Regions from separate parts of the Anas platyrhynchos genome. Here all the other regions are linked to region 1. The links are chromatin contacts, called in public Hi-C maps. All regions are on one chromosome and are shown on one strand. The core of a region is the stretch at or near the end of the contact, and the rest is flanking DNA. Distances in the headings are between cores, read along the strand shown. Region 1 overlaps GLS (glutaminase). Region 2 overlaps MFSD6 (major facilitator superfamily domain containing 6). Region 3 holds the start of MFSD6 (major facilitator superfamily domain containing 6).

Evidence for each region. A called contact is a pair of places that touch in the nucleus more often than the background predicts.
Region 2: a contact with region 1 is called in a Hi-C map of skeletal muscle, with 2.5 times the contacts expected there. The contact joins two enhancer-like sites. A contact is called at or near these places in 2 of 8 Hi-C or Micro-C datasets (liver and skeletal muscle).
Region 3: a Hi-C map of skeletal muscle shows a contact between it and region 1, with 2.6 times the contacts expected there. The contact joins the promoter of MFSD6 here to the enhancer-like site in region 1. A contact is called at or near these places in 2 of 8 Hi-C or Micro-C datasets (skeletal muscle and subcutaneous adipose tissue).

The regions. Positions count from the first base shown.
Region 1 is chr7:36,253,291-36,256,790 of IASCAAS_PekinDuck_T2T, reverse strand. It overlaps GLS (glutaminase), which reads right to left. Exons shown (of 18, transcript XM_038181800.2): 15 at 1,176-1,237; 16 at 226-302; 17 at 59-122. Among named protein-coding and RNA genes, the nearest start is that of STAT1, 27 kb to the left of the region's middle. Within about 2 kb of position 1,565, at least 2 of the 8 cell types and tissues checked have an H3K27ac peak or open chromatin away from gene starts, as enhancers often do.
Region 2 is chr7:36,097,402-36,100,407 of IASCAAS_PekinDuck_T2T, reverse strand. All of the region lies in intron 2 of MFSD6 (major facilitator superfamily domain containing 6), which reads right to left. Among named protein-coding and RNA genes, the nearest start is that of HIBCH, 18 kb to the right of the region's middle. Within about 2 kb of position 1,552, at least 1 of the 8 cell types and tissues checked has an H3K27ac peak or open chromatin away from gene starts, as enhancers often do.
Region 3 is chr7:36,078,914-36,082,120 of IASCAAS_PekinDuck_T2T, reverse strand. MFSD6 (major facilitator superfamily domain containing 6) reads right to left here and starts at 1,313. Exons shown (of 8, transcript XM_072040503.1): 1 at 1,221-1,313; 2 at 876-990. HIBCH (3-hydroxyisobutyryl-CoA hydrolase) reads left to right here and starts at 1,138. Exons shown (of 14, transcript XM_038182046.2): 1 at 1,138-1,291; 2 at 2,105-2,147; 3 at 2,877-3,017. The coding sequence starts at 1,260.

The DNA of each region.
Region 1 (3,500 bases), core at 316-2,815:
GCATGCGGTTGTGGAGCCAGAGAGCACCCAAATTCGCACGGGCTGTAAAGCCACTCACCTGTCTTTGGGGAAAGGGTTCACTTTGCATGCTTCCAGCAGGAACTTCACAACATCCACGTGCCCTGTAAGACAAGCAGGAGTTGGTGTGTGTGCATGCACGACCTTACGTGTATTCGTGTACACACACGGTGTGAGGAAGCAGCTATATGCAAGAGGGGACAGTACCTTCTGCAGCTGCCACGTGTAACGCTGTTCGGGAGTCGTAGTCCCTCTGCTCCATATCCATCCCTGACAGAGCAAATCTAAAAAAAAAAGAATTATGGAAAGAAGTTGTACATAATTAAAATGAGTTACAAAGATCGCATTGAACAATATCAGTGCTAAAGCAGTGAAACATCTCCTGTAAGAGGATATACACGTAGATGGCAACAAAGTAAGGACAGGGGCCCTAATTGCTTTGGCTTTAAAAATAAAGTAGGGGCTTAACTTTCTTCCTAGCGTCTAGCTGTCATAAACAAAAAAAAAGTTAAAGCACCTTTACTCTCAATTTATCTGATCTAAAGCCAAACACGGGCAAGGTAAGTCGTGTAACGCACAGGAAACCCCTGCCAGCTGGGGAAACCCAGGAAGGAGTCCCAGGTTTGTAAATCCCGAGCAGCATTAAGGTATTAGGAGAGCTCTTTCATCACACCGCATCGCTCGGGGACAGAGCTAAGCCGTGCGCATCCACCCACCCACCAAGGATACTTGGATATATCCTCGCTGCATTCATGTTTATTTAGTCTTACAGTTACTCCCTTAAACACTGCCAAGCTCTGTTCAAGATTTAGCCAGCAAAGCTCTCCTACCCTCTGTCAGACTATTTAAGGAAACGTATTTCAGTACGATCCCAAGAAATGGGAAACAATGGGACTGCAGTATAGCAGGAGGGTACCTTTTTGATGACTGGTTGGTTATTTTCTTAAACACACTGTTAAACCTCTCTCTCTGAGCCTAGCTCCGATTTCTCAAACCTTTTCTTTCAAACACCTTCAACCAAACAAGGAGTCAGGCGAAATGTAACCATTAAAATGCCATGGAGGCATTTTAGGAGCACAGTGTAGGCTCGTAAGCAAACAACAAGGGCAGACACCAACAAGCAGCTTTCCTGCCCTCAACCCCCCGCTGGTTTTTACCTCCGGAGTGCAGACACATCCCCCGTGTAGGCAGCAAACAGCAGGTTTATCACAGACTTCACCTACAAAGAGAGATGATGCCCAGTTTATTCAGCTTCTTGCCTCAAAAAGAAAACCGATGGAGACCCCAAGAAAGGCCAGCATGGTGCTTATGAACGGGTTTGTTTTGTCCTGCGAATTTTGGCCAGAGAAGCAGGCAGCGGAGAAGCACTGCGAGAATTCATTCCAGTTGGCTTTGCCACCCGTACTCCTTTGTCTCCGTCCAATGTTGAAGTCAAGGGGAAAGTAAATGAAATACAATGCGTGCGTGCCTGTTCTGTGGCAACAAACATGGCCCTTGTTGTAGGACAAGCAGCGCTCTTCTCTCACACTGCCTGATACTGACGGAGACAGCATCGCTCTGTGCGATGCACAAACCATAAACACCTCGTCACACACGCTCCTTCTGGCAGGGCAGAGTAAGTTGCTTGCTTTGTTTGTTTGTTTTACAGACGCTCAATGTTAAGAGAAGTTTGTTTTAGCAAAAGAGAAATAATATTTTTGCTTGGTATTACAGATTTTGCTTGCATACATCTAATACAGACGCTTTCCTCGACGAGACATTTTAAGCAATTCTGTCACATGAAATCATGACAAGACAAGCGAGGTTTGTAGGCAAAGGTGGAACAATTATAGATCAGATTACACAGGCTCCTGGTGCCTGCGCTTCGTGCCCGAGCCAGAGGCAGCTCCTGCAGGTGCTGAGAGCCCCTCGGCTTTCTGGCTTGAGCAAAAGCAAAGGGCCTTCTGTCCTGAAGGAGCTGTACTTTTGGCTGGGCTGCTTTGCGTCCCTGGAAATGCAAGTGTCCATTAAAACGTAGCATAAAACAGCACACGCTCCTCCCTAAAAAAAAAGTGCAGAAAAATCTAAACTTTAGTTCAAGGAAAGGAAGTTTGAGAGGCAACGTGACCGCTCTCAGTACAACAGCGAAGGTAAGGGGATACAAAAGCAGGGGAGAAATAAGTTTAGCAGGAGGACAGTTGTGGCAGAAAAACTACCCAAACTGGCCAGAAACGAACTCAAGCAAGAAAAAAGCGGGCACATCGTAGCCATCCTCCTTCCCATTGGGTTACCTGCCCCCATTTCAAGGGAGACCAATGATTTTAATTGAAGAATTGGACTGGGTTTGCCAGCAGCAAAGCAAGCCCAGGCTCTGCAACCTCACCCTACTCAGCAGCAGCACAGTTCAGGCCCAAAAGTGAACAAGTTTCGTAAGGTAGCACATGAACTGATGTGAAGCTAAAGGAAGGAAGCGTCCAGAGAGGCAGGAAGCTACACCGCTGCTACAGGGCGTAGATAAACACAGATAAGGGGGGAGGAAAAAAAAAGAAAACACCCCCAAACCATGAGCCAAACAAGATACAGGTGCTGCTGCCTCCTGGATGCTTCCCAGCACTGACTCCGGCAGCACAGCAGCTGTGCGAAGACAGCAAATCCTTCAGAAAAAAAAATAATAATAATTTAGCTCGAAGCTGGATTAATTCCACGAGCTCTGAAGTAAAGAAGGTCACTGAATCTGGGTTTTCATTTCCTATCGTGTCCTGCTTCCTGAGAGCACCCCCCCGTGCCCAGTGATTTATTTGGAAACACGACGGATTTTACAGGCTGAGAAACGTTGCTGCTGGCTGCAGGGTTTTTCCAGGGGGCCGAGGAATCCTGTCAAACCCAACACAGTCTGAAATGGTGCAGGTAAAACAGACAGGGGTAACCAAACAGCCCCCCGGCCTTCCTCCAGTTCCCTTCATGGGATTTAGGGACACCGCCACAGCCCAGACTTCAAAAAAGACGTCCAAGATGTTGCAGGAAAAGGTTCTCTGAATGCACAGTTTCCCAAAAACTCTGCAAAGGCCAAACCTTCAAGTCTTGAAGCATCCCCCCTGCAGCACGGGGCACAGCCCTCGCCAAAGGGTCCTGCGCCGGGTGCCGAGTGCACAGCAGCGCTAAGCCAGCTCAGCGCCGGATTAACACCGAAACTCAAAAAATAGATTTTAAGCTAGGGATTAGGGAAGAGACCGGCGGTGCTAGGAAGTCTCCCCATTCCCCTGACCTTCGCAAACAACCAGGTACTGAGAAGTAACGCAAAAAACAGAGTTTACACGACCTGAAGTCATAAAAAAATCCAAATCAACAAGTTGGACTCGACACTAGCGGGGTTTGGCTCCTTTTCCTAAAGCTGACCCAACCCGGAAGGTTACCCGAGGAGCCAGAACAAGCAAAAAGTCCTTGCAGCTCTCCTGAGAAATGGCAGATTTTTAAATGCTCGTTTCAGCAGTGGGGAAGAATAA
Region 2 (3,006 bases), core at 303-2,802, 160 kb after region 1:
CTTGCTCTTACCTGCTACCATCAAAAGCCACCAAAGCCAGCAGCTATTTCGTTAGTTCCTGTAATTCTTGGTGCAGCCAGCCACTTCCACCTGACAGTTGGAAGGATTACGGGTTTTCTGCTCACATGCTTGCTCAATTTTGGCTTCAATATCCACAAAACAAGTCCTTCTAAGGAATAAATTAGATCTGTCATCATCTGCGCTTTTATTTTCTCTAAGCTTTGCCTTGCTTGGACAACCAAGACTCCAGAAGAGGTGCAGCTCAAGGGGATGGCGCAGAGGATTGGGTGCTGTTCCTATGTCCTGACAAAATCAGCAGACTCTCACCTGCTTGTAGGAACCTGCTTACTAGCTGTACCAGACCTTTACAGACCTTTACTTCTGCAAAATACATTTCCTCAGCCCCACGACACAAGATCCAAGTCACATTTTAACCACTCGGACATCCAGACAGCTTGTTGCAAGCATTCATTCATTCTAATTGTCCTAATCCAAGCACAACAGCCGTACTCCATACCCCTAGGTATGAGCTCGGAGCCATCTGATTTCACACAAATTATAGCGGGAACTTTGACAGCAATCTGTATTTCATCTGTTTTTAATTCAGCTTCCCTTCTGTGTTGGAATGGGACGTCAGTTTTTGAAGTTGCATGGATAGTGGCTGTACTAAAAATGGTGACTCTGCTCACCTCGTGGCCCCTTCTTCCCCTCCCTGGGACCTCTGTTGGCCACAGCACCCATCTTTCTCTCACCTGTTGTGTGCAAGGATTAATTCAACACTTCTAGTACTCTGACTAGAACATCTTGAGTAAGAATGCTAGGAAAAGTGTATTTCATAATAATTTCAGTAAATATTTTCCCACCCTGAGAGTGTTTCATTGAATATTATTAATAACACAGAATATACTCTTCAGAAATATAACAGCACCAAGACTGGTAGGAGCCATATGGCTTTCTTTAATGTTTTGATCACTAGTTTGTTTGGAAGACAGTTTTTTGAAAGTGATTTTATTTAGCGATTTTTTAAAATCTAAAAATAAGCAACTGGAGATGAGAAAGCCAACCAAGTGGTATTGTCACTGAAAATCTACTGAAAACTTATTAATCTATGTGGCATTCCTTCTCCTGACCAAAAAAAAAACACACAAAAAACAAGCCAGTCAGGGACTGAACGAGCAGCAAAATCAACCAGATGGCAAAACAATGTACTCTGAAGTAGGACTAGACAAATACCAGCTATTTTAACCAGGCTTCAAATACCACATCTTCTCTTTGCAAAACCCTTTTCTGATCCACCAGACAGTAGGAGGACAGAAGACAGCGCTACCAGCAAGTTTAAAACAACAGAGAGGAGGGCAGGCTGGGAAGATAAACAGGAGGATTTCGGCATGAAGATGAACTTTAACTCCTTCAAGGCACGACGGAGCACGGAGCTCGGGCCCAGGCCTGCTGGGCCGACTGCGTGTGCACCCAGCAAAGACCCCGGAAAATTGGGGGAATGCTTTTGAAACCTCCTTCCCTGAACTCAGGCAAGAGGTGTGAACACCTAAAGAGAGGCAAATGGGGCGAAACATCCGCCAGGACCTGAGAAAGTGCCAGCGATGGGAAGGGATGAGGTGGAGCAGCCTCCACCTGACGGAGGCACAAGCTGCTGTCTGCCCACAGGTTCGTGCTCCCGGACCACCACGTGGAGCAGTGCCCAGTCTCTGCATTTTCATCATCCCATCCCCCCGGTGGTACAATAACTGCACAAAAGGCTTCAACACACAAAGAAGAGAACCACCCCATGCTGAAGCCCCATTTGAAGCCGTGCAGGAAGCTTGCGGCCGGCCTGGCGGCCTCAGGCCTTTCCCCACGAGATCACACGCGCTCCGAGCCCGGGTGTGTGTTTCTTTTCAGATAAAGGATGTGCGTGTTAACCACAAGACCATTCTTCCTTCAAGCTCTGCACAAATAGGCTTGTTTAGGTGAGCACTTGGGTCTCGTTCTCCTGACACAGGAAGGTGCCCTCCTGGGTTGCATCTATCCCTCCACCAAGCCCAAATCCTATTTCAACCCCCAAAACGTGTGAGGCGTCTTTCAACCCGTCACCCACTGCCACGAGCTACGGCAGCATGTCTGCAAACCTCCGAGCAACTAGCGACCTGAGGAACAGGGACAAAAAGCATTTGTCCCGACGACCTCAGTGCTGCTGCTGCGATGGGCATTGTAACGACTGCGAGGAGCCTCTTTGGCAGGCAGGCAGGCAGAAGACGACAAATACTCTGCATTTAGTTAAGTACCTTTTTGGCTTTCTTACCATTTTTGTTTCTTGAATTGATCATGTTTGTGTTGGCTCTCCAAGTTAAGAGGATTTCAAGACCAGGAAGGATAAAAAGTGAATCTAATCAAGACGACCAGACATTACAAGTGGAGCCAATCTTCCCAAAGACTTGTGTGGAAAAAAAAAACAAAACAACTTCATACTAAGTTAAACAGTGCTAACCAACAGGTATCAGACTGGGGTAATAACTCCCTAAACTTCTCAGGGAAAATCCCATGGCACTTAGAGCTTTACAGGATTAAAAACAAGGCATTAAAACCCCACTTGTAGGCCAACAGAAAGTTAGATTTGGGGTGGAAGAGTACAGCTCATTTTAAATACTTACTTCAGTATAAATATCCCATTTGTTAGACTTTGGGAATTAAAGGATAGTTAAGACTCACCCAGCAAAACATCTAATAGCATCAAACTTGGGGTTTGGATGCATACTGAATTAAAATAAACAAACAAACGAACAAACAAAAAAAAAAAAGCAAAAAGACCACCCTGCAGTTCATCAGAACATAGTCCAACTGATCAAGAGTAGCCTTAATCTAGATTGTTAAGCACCTAGAAAGATGACTGCGTAGATTTACATTTACATAGTCTCTGGAAACATACTCCAAGAGCAGGATTCCAGAAGAGGAATCAGGAACTAATCCCTCAAGCAACACAGAGCTGTGATGGAGCAGCCTGGATCACTG
Region 3 (3,207 bases), core at 64-2,563, 170 kb after region 1:
ATCTTTCACAACCATATGATCTATGAGTAAAGGTCTATATAGTCTGGATGGCCTAATGAATCCTGCAGTTAATTAACTCGCAGTAGGCACGCTCCCAAAGCCTGCAAAAGCACCTTCTGTCCTGTTCTCTCAGTCATTTTTTCCCCACAATGTACGAGACTGAAAACTGAGGCTACATAATACTGAAACGTTTCGTGTATTGCCTTGTGTCTATTTAGCCTGATGAAGATTTTTACAACTAAATTTAATATGCCCCGAGTTACTACAACGGAAATGCCAATACTGATGACGCTGCTGCAAGCAGGGGCTGAATCATTTCTAGAAATAAAGAGCAAGGCTGCCCTCTGGGGACTTCTCCAGAAGTGCTACAGAAGGCGTGGATTTTTTGTTCCAGCAAAATAAACTTGCTGCAAAGTTTGCTTGTTTGCTTTTGTTTGTTGTCAATACAGATACAAATCAAGCGCTGAACTTGCTATATTGAGATAGTGAAGCTACATTTCTACTAATGTACCTAACGCACCACTTTGGTTCACCATACTTTTTGATGTCTCACGATGGTATGTGTCAGCTTAAAAAAAAATAAAAGTCTATGGAGCAGTGTAACAGTTACTGAATAAAAAGGTAATTTAGTATTATGGGCTACTAGTATGATGCCTGTAAATCCTCAATTGTCTTAATGAACTTATATTGAGAACATATTGAATTGTTTTAATGAACAATATATTGTCTTAATGCATTTATATTTGAAAAAAGGCAGTTTCCCTGAGTGCGATTTGAGTGTATTTGCTCTGAGTGCAGGCTGTGTTTGAGCTCAGGGCTGTGTCTGGCTGCCACTGGTGCAGCAGCCACACCACCTCCTCAGTCCCTGCCTTTACCTTCCTTGAGGTCCTCCTCCCTTTACAGCAGCCCTGCCTGGCGGTGTGGCGGCACATGGGCTCAGCTCCTCAGTCACTCAGCGGCACGTCGATGGCCGAGCAGGCAGCACAGAGCCTGTGAGGCACAGGGGGGAGGGGGGGGCAGAACATGGAGGTCATAAACACCGGACCAAGCCTTGCTGCTGCCAGCACCACACTGCCACACGCAGCCTGGCGGACACCCTGAGCATCTAACAGGGTGCGGGACCCAGCGGGGCTCCAGCCCCACACCCACACGAGTTACAACACCCCCGTGCCGGGGCTGAGGCGCCGCGCATGCTCCCGCCCCGCCCAGCCCCGCCGTACCGGGGCCCATGACGGAGAGCGACGGCGCCGGCAGCCGCCATGGCGGCCCGCCTGCTGCGGCCGCTGCCCAGGTAACGGCCGCGCGGCCGCTTCCCCCCCCCCCCCCCCCCCGAAATGGCGTCGCCTCAGGGCTCGGTGCCTGCCCCGCGCCCTGCCCTCAGCCCCCGCGGCTTCCTCCCCGCCGTGGTATAACGTGATGATGGTGGCTGTGGCGTGAAGTCCTGAGAATGCCGCTTTGCATAAAATCACACAATTACTGGGATCATGAAGGGAGCTTAAAAATCACCTCATCCCAGCGCGCCTGCTGTGTGTGGGGATGCTGGTTTTATTGTTCTCCTCAGGAGAATACAACGACAATAAAAGTCTGTTACTTAAATTAAGTAACAGGTTCAAAACCTGCTTTTATAAACAGTTTGGTATGGCCAGATATCTCCTCTTGGCAGCACAAGCATTAACTTTGCTCGAGTTGTTTCGTAAACCCTACTTAAATGTGCATACATGCAACACAGCGAGAGCAGGCTTTGTGTAATGGAAGCCTCAGGACTGTGGTGGTTTTTTTTTTTTGTTTTTTTGTTTTTTCCAAAATACAAGTATTAAAAGTTCCAGACAAGCATCCCCCAAACTCCTACTTTGTCATATTAGCGCCCAGACAACTTGCAATTGCTTAAATGCAATGAAAACATTAGCAGTTGACGTTGGTATCTATATATAACAACATGCAACGATACTTCCAACCGCTTTGATATCAAAATATTACTTGATTAAGACAAAGTGGAATGTAGAGCAATCAAGTCTAGAAATTTTCTGACAAAGCTTTGCTCAGCTGTGCATTTGGGGGTTGTATAGCTGTTTTAGAATTTTAGTTTTTAACATTTCTTTTTCAGACTGAAGCCATTTAACAGACTGCAAGTAATATTACAGCATTTGGTAAGAACTACATCGTGTTTGACTGAGGTGGAAGCCCTTGGGACGTTTAACTCCGTACCTGAGACAGACAACACATGCAACTTCTAATGTGTGTGTGTGGTGCTTCTGAATGCCATTCAGGCAGAACATTGTCTATGTATGTGAGCACTTTGTTGTGTGTCTACTAAACCATAAACTAAAGCCCAATTATTTGGCTTTCCCTAATTTTATAGTTAATTTCTGTGTTAGTTTCGTTATATTCCTTAAATGTCATTCAACTTTGAGTTTGAATGTGAAATTCAATTGTGAAAATAGGTTAGCAACCAACTCAACTGTTAGAAATTACATAAGAAGTTGTATGTACATTTGTGGTTGCAGTATCAAACTAGCACTAGGGACATACAAAACTCTTACTGCAATTGTTGTAGGTATTTTCTGAATGTCAGTTTTAAACACCACAGTTCATCGTTTAGTATCTCAAGTGTCATTGCCAAAGAGCATATAGCTCAAAAGCTTGTCTGAGGTTTGTCAGAGTCCTTCAGAATAATAAAGCAGCTCCAAGAGAACCATGTAAGAAATACAAATATGACTTGAATTACAGTGGGAAAGCCTTAATGTGAAATTCAAAACACATATTTTTATAATCTTAAATAGTGTGCTTTGAGAGTATATTTCCGTAAATGCTCTCGTATGTTACTTAAGACATCAAAGACATTAACATATTTATTTTATTTGTTTTTGCACTTACAGAAAATGTGTAAGCATACTGGTTCTTCAGATGAAGTGTTGTTGGAAAAGAAAGGAGGTGCAGGAATAATAACTTTGAATAGACCCAAGGCTCTCAATGCACTAAATCTTTCTATGATCCAACAAATTTATCCACAAATAAAGGTTAGTAGCTGTTACGTTACCTGATACTGCTTTTAAAATTCATTCTGACACTTCATAGCATACCAATTTAAATAATTAAATTGTGAGAACACTTGCTAATGAGCTCAGATGTGTAGGATGGAAAAGAACAGACAATTTCAAGCAGGTTAGAAAGAAGAGACACCAAAGAAAAAAGCTGTCAGACAAAAAG